2 separate regions of the Gasterosteus aculeatus genome follow, and region 2 is linked to region 1. Evidence: chromatin contacts called from public Hi-C data. All regions are on one chromosome and are shown on one strand. The core of a region is the stretch at or near the end of the contact, and the rest is flanking DNA. Distances in the headings are between cores, read along the strand shown.

Region 1 (3,211 bases), core at 616-3,115:
CTTCAAACATCACACGTTACATAATATGATGGGAGGAAAAAAAGTATATGAAAAGTGCACCTCACGCATCCGTCACAAGCCACTCACCCACACGCCCTGTACTTCAGCGGTGTGAACATCTCCCACGTCGCATTGCTCACAGAGCCCCAGTCCATCGGTGGCGCGGAGGTCGTCGTGTAGTTCCTCTTCCACACGATGGTGTTGTTCACGCACTCCTTCCTGGGGTCTCGCAGCTCGTTGAGCTCGATGTCGTACTCGATGAAGGTGTCGGTGAGCAGGCCGAACACCAGCAGCATGAGGGGCTGGGCGGAACCGTGCGCCACGGCGCACACGCCTCCCAGCGCCATCATCAGCACCTCCCGGCACGTGGCGTATCGGAACTGGGCGGGCACAGGTAGCGACGCCGGGGTTAGCGGCGGGTGGAATCTCAAAAGGGGAGATGGAGAAGGGAGGGGCGAGCGCTACGGAGCAGAACGTCTTACCAGCTGGAAGAAGCCAACCCTGATTGCCGGCTGATCGCCGTTCTGCCGCTTTCTGTTTTGGAAAAAGAAGGCCGGTCAGTTTGTTTTCATTGGAGGTGAACGTGTGAAAGTTTGCAGGACCTCTTTTGCCATCTTGTACTCACGTGCCGTCATTGCTGGAAGATGTTGTGGTCCTGCATGGGAAGAAAAACAAAAACACACGGTGAGCCGCTACACGCCCATGGAAATAGAAGATGCGTGTTTAGAGCTGGAGTTCGTGGATTGAGTGCCACCTAGTGGTGATTCTGCAGATTGCAGCCCACTGAAACTCCTCCCAGGTTACGGTGGGGTTTTGTTTGTCCATTCCAGAAGGTAATAAAACGTATATTTTCAGGTCCGTATAGACAAAAGAAATTCTACTTTTAAAATATGATATTCCATCTCTACCAATAGATTACTTGCAATCCTACACATTGGCCCTCTAAAAAATGCATCATAATTTCTATACATAATTCATAATCAGGATTTTCCGTTCTAATGGATCATCTGCTAACAATTGTTTATTCTCTAAGCCCTGCAGATATTCCACAGATGGTCAAAGCTTTTATGATGCCTTTGCCAACCTCTAAGCCTCTTCCCGATTGTTGCTGTGTGTGTGTGTGTGTGTGTGTGTGTGAGTGTGTGAGAGAGAGAGATTCTGTATGGTGGCCGTGAAAGCTCAATAAACCGCAAATAACAGATTAATTAGTGATGAAAACAATCCTCAATTGGAGCCTGATCTTGCATTAAAGCATGCAATAAATCATCATTTCTAATGCATAATATAATAATAATGGGATGCATTACTTAATGCATTTTGTAACCCTACTGTTGAGTGTTACCTATTATTAGGAGCGGCAGCGCTGCCAGCTGGTTCTGCAATAGAAGAATTCCATAAGTATTGTATTGTTTTACAGGTACAACTGTAAACCTAACCTTTTTTTTTTACTTGATCTCTATATTATTCGATCATTTCAAACTTTCGCCGTGCATTACCTTCATCGGAGAAGTTGTAGCTGTGGTTTTCCTGTCCCAGTTTTTTTATGCTGTGCAATTTCACTGATCCGGCCGGCATGTTGACTCATCTAGGTGAAGCCAAAAGAGAGCAGATCTCAAATATGCACAACACGAACAAATAGCGTTTCCTAATAACAGTAATGTCAAAAGTAATCCCCACTAGACAGTCAATTATTGTGGACTTTTCAGGTAGAGTGAGACTTACACGTTTCCTTTTTTAAAAAGAGAAAACCAGCTTTCTTATCCTCGAGTGTGACCGAAGTGAGCAGCGCTCCTGCGGCGACGTGGGGCCGTTACTTCCCACAGCTAAGCAGCCCTGCAGCTCGTCGCCGCACACTGGGTATCTCGCCGGCGAGTCAAGTGTTCTTATTGGACAGGATCGGCCGGGACTCGGGGTCAGAGTGTGTTGTCTGAGGGTAAGTGTCCTGTCGGTTTATGGTGCTCAAAGGGCCGGTGACCCCGGCAGGGCAAATATTTCCCCCTGTAGTGGGCCATGTGCCGTTGTTTTCTGCATCCTCACTATCTGAACGTGACTGATTTACTCACACAGGGCGCTGCTTTAGAATAACGCTATCCTCGGGATAGAGACTCATACAGGATTTAGATATGAATTTGTTAATAGGGCAGCAGTAGCTCAATGCACAGTGTGGGGGGGTTTGCATAGGTTGTGCAACTTGAGTCCTGTGGCGAGGTGCCAGTTCACCTACCGGGCACTAGTGGCCCAATAGCTGTCCAGATGCATTGCAACGACTCCTGTACGTTTGAACGCATGTGAATGAAGGAAATCAAAAGTAATTCTCCAGTTTGTGTGGTTTTTGTGGGGCCACGAATGCGCGGATCCTGACACATCTTCTGCCCACCGTGTGACTCTTGCCCGCTTTTGCTACTGGTAAATTGTGTTTGCACCCAAAACATCCCCTCGCTACGCCGTAGCTGCATGTGTTGTGTTCAGATGTCGCTGTGCGTCGACATGTAGGTCATTGCCCTTTCCCAGCTCGACCTCCTCAGGAGCTTCATTTTTATTATACCTGTGTCATCTTTCTTCACCTTGAATGCAACAGCAAGAGGAATCTACATGTCGTTTACTGCTGCTCCCGTAGGTTTGTTTCATTGGGCCTAAATTTCCGGTTTCAATCATGTTTTAGAAGAAATGCTTAATTTGCATCTTTAAATCAGGACCTTTAATTGTGTATGAGAATGTAAAATCCTCCTTGCGATTTTTTTTGTGTGGAATGGGACTTAATGGCACCGTACTGTCCCAGCAGGCTAACACAAACCGCTGTATTGCTCACTCGCATGTACTGAAGGTCATTCACTGCTGCCTTCAAGTGCCGTCAGGAAACCGCAAAGACAAAAATGATCAACATGTGTCCATTATACAGTGGGTACAGAAACTATTCAGAACCCTTTAAATTTTTCACTCTGTTTCATTGCAGCCATTTGCTAAAATCGAAAAAGTTAATTTTATTTCTCATTAATGTAAACTCAACCGCATCTTGACAGACAAAAAACAGAAATGTAGAATTCTTTGCAAATGTATTAAAAAAGAAAAGCTGAAATATCACATGGTCATAAGTATTCAGACACTCATATTTAACTCACATGCTGTCCATTTGTTCTCCTTGAGATGGTTCTACTCCTTCAAGTCCTGCTGTGTTTAAATAAACTGATTGGACTTGAGTAGGAACGGCACT
Region 2 (2,902 bases), core at 226-2,725, 130 kb before region 1:
GATTCATGGACGATCTGGGTTAATTTAGAACGATTCGATTGAGTGACTTGAAATCGATTCAGTAACTTTACTGGACAGTGCAGGCAAAGTTTCTGAGATCCCTGTTGTTTCTTGTAAGGAAATCAGGTTTAAATTAATTATGGATATTATAAACAAGCAAACAACAATTAATGGCAAATGTATTAACCTTTTATTTGAATCAAGTGCCATTTTTAATGTAAACATTACACATTGTTTGCATCAATTCACAGAACCCCGGATTTTCAACCACATTGTCGGGTCGCATGTCTTTACAGATAAACTTTGCAATTGTTACTGTGATGTTGAGTTTGGTGCTGGCGAGGCCTGAGGCGTCTGCAGAGCTGGAGTTACCTGCTGCTGCTGCAGCGGTGACGCTGCTAGAGGTCCTGACTGTCGGCGTTGTTTAATCCCACGGCGCCTTAGTAGATGGCCGGAAAGATTCGTCGTGTTTCCGTAGTTTTTTAATTTGTCATCTACATCTTCTACAAACAGCGACCGACTTAAACACCTCTGTGTTTACAAAAGCCAAAATGTTTCCACGCGCTGAATCGATTAAGTTGGTTTGTAAATGTCTCGCTGGCAGTCGTCTCCTCCACGCTGAGTTTTGTTGTTGTTCAGAGTTTCGCGCGGCTGCCGCTGCGTACTGATGACGTCACAGACAGGCAGACTGAATCCAGTAACGTTTAACGCGTCTAAAGTGCTAAAAAACAAACAAACAAACACTCATCCACACAGTTTTTGTGCTTACATCCAATGTGCTCCAAGTATCGATACAAATCGATTATGTTTTAGATTAGATTCAACTTTATTGTCACTGCACAGGGTACAAGTACTGAGGCAACGAAATGCAGTTTAACATCCAACCAGAAGTGCAAAATAGTGCAAAAAAAGTGCAGAGTATGTGCATATGTAAAGTGTAATAAGTGAATAAATAGATATGTACAGTAAGAAATAGTTTTGCAGTATGAACAGTAAGAAATGGATATGTAATAACCGTAATAGTGCAAATGTTCAGTGGCAGTGTGTGGCAGTCAAGCCAGGGTGGAGGGGGGAGTACAGTCACTGAGGGAGATGTGTGGGGGTGGGGGGCAGAGTTCAGAGTTCAGTAGGGTGACAGCCGCAGGAATGAAGCTGTTCCTGAACCTGCTGGTCCGGGAACGGAGCACCCTGTAGCGCCTCCCAGAGGGGAGGAGGGCAAACAGTCTGTGGCTGGGGTGAGAGCTGCGTGCCCTCCGCAGACATCTCTTGCTCTAGACGGCCTCGATGGTGGGGAGTGAGGAACCGGCGATGCGTTGGGCAGTTTTCACCACCCTCTGCAGTGATTTACGGTCCGCGACAGAGCAGCTGCCGTACCATACTGAGATGCAGTTTGTAAGGATGCTCTCTATGGTATATGTATCCTCAGATTCTCTAGAATCTGAGGAGACAGATGGGCCGTCTTCATTCTCCTCAGGAAGAAGAGACGCTGGTGTGCTTTCTTTACCAGCGATGAGGTGTTGAGGGTCCAAGAGAGGTCCTCAGAGATGTGGACACCCAGGAACTTGAAGCTGGCGACACGCTCAACCTCCGTCCCGTTGATATGGATGGGGATGTGAGTGCCAGTTTTCTTGTACCATTTCAATCGATTTGTAATATTGTCGTCCGGAATGCCGATTTGCTGAGCACAGATCGATTCAGTTGGATCGCAGGAATATAAATCGATTCAGTGGATGAATCGTTACACCCCTAGTAAAAATGGACTTCTCCACAATATATCGCAACTAAACCACTTTTAGAAGAGAATAATGATTTTGCAGAATAACTGAATTTATATGCAATGCTCCAAAAAATAAACACTTAAACAACACAATGTAACTCCAAGTCAATCACACTTCTATTAATGTTAATGTTAACTGGTGGTAAACTAGATTCGGCCACAGAGGCTGTTACAACAACCATGTTTGGTCATATGCATTTAGATGCCATTGAGCAATCATTTTTGTTTATTGCGTAAGGAAGCGTGACAGAACTATGCAGAGCATGTGTGCCGACGTCAAGGAGAAACGGGAATGATGACTGGGTAAGATTACACTGGCAGTTCCCTAATCATGTAAATGCACAGTGTATTAATCTACTGCATTGCCTCCCAGTACACGACATGCAGTCTGGTTTCTCTCCCTTTGTACAGGGAAACCCCTTCTGGAGCAGCACGGCATGCGTTCTTCTGATTTGTTTATTTTCGTTTGAGAACTTCATGTGATTGTTCCTTATTTCTGTAAGTGTACCGCTTATTTTCTTTTTTTGCAAAGATTTTATGAACGTCTTCATTTTCTTTTTTTATACAGATGCTGTTTATCAACTTTAATTGGTTGTTAATTTAAGGAATATTGTTTATGAATAAATTAAAACACTTTCATTCTGCACCTTCGGATATTGATATCTTGATGTAATGGCTGTGATGCAGTCCTCATTTGTACAATTGTAGCCACTATGGCTGTGATATCTTTTGAAGAGTGTATAAAAATATTTATATTTTATATATATATAATATAAATATTTTTAGGAAAGGTAATTTAGCTATAGCACAATATGGGCCATTTAAATAATCTAATCTTTGGCTGAAAAGTAGTTTTGGAATCTGAAAATATTACATTTCCTTACTGTCAAACAAACCAGCATGAATAATGTGCGGTCGGCTGCTATATAGGGTTTTTTCTGGCTGTGCTTTTAAACACTGTTCGTTTATCTATAAAAGGACTGAGATGTTCATGTGTGATTTTTATATTTCCAGACTCTTTTCTTGGGAACCACAATGACCTCTGTGCTCTGTAAGTATGTACACTGTTATGAGTTATTCAATGACATCTTTTAATGGTTCACAGGACTATATTCTTCATTCTGA

Evidence for each region. A called contact is a pair of places that touch in the nucleus more often than the background predicts.
Region 2: a contact with region 1 is called in a Hi-C map of skeletal muscle, with 6 times the contacts expected there. The contact joins the promoter of xirp2a here to the promoter of abcb11b in region 1. A contact is called at or near these places in 3 of 6 Hi-C or Micro-C datasets (skeletal muscle and whole body).

Annotation. Positions count from the first base shown.
Region 1 is chr1:28,846,402-28,849,612 of fGasAcu3.hap1.1, reverse strand. It overlaps abcb11b (ATP-binding cassette, sub-family B (MDR/TAP), member 11b), which reads right to left and starts at 1,865. Exons shown (of 29, transcript XM_040189613.2): 1 at 1,723-1,865; 2 at 1,497-1,585; 3 at 1,343-1,376; 4 at 626-655; 5 at 483-534; 6 at 88-380. The coding sequence starts at 1,575.
Region 2 is chr1:28,978,728-28,981,629 of fGasAcu3.hap1.1, reverse strand. It overlaps xirp2a (xin actin binding repeat containing 2a), which reads left to right and starts at 1,475. Exons shown (of 14, transcript XM_078102154.1): 1 at 1,475-2,275; 2 at 2,792-2,828.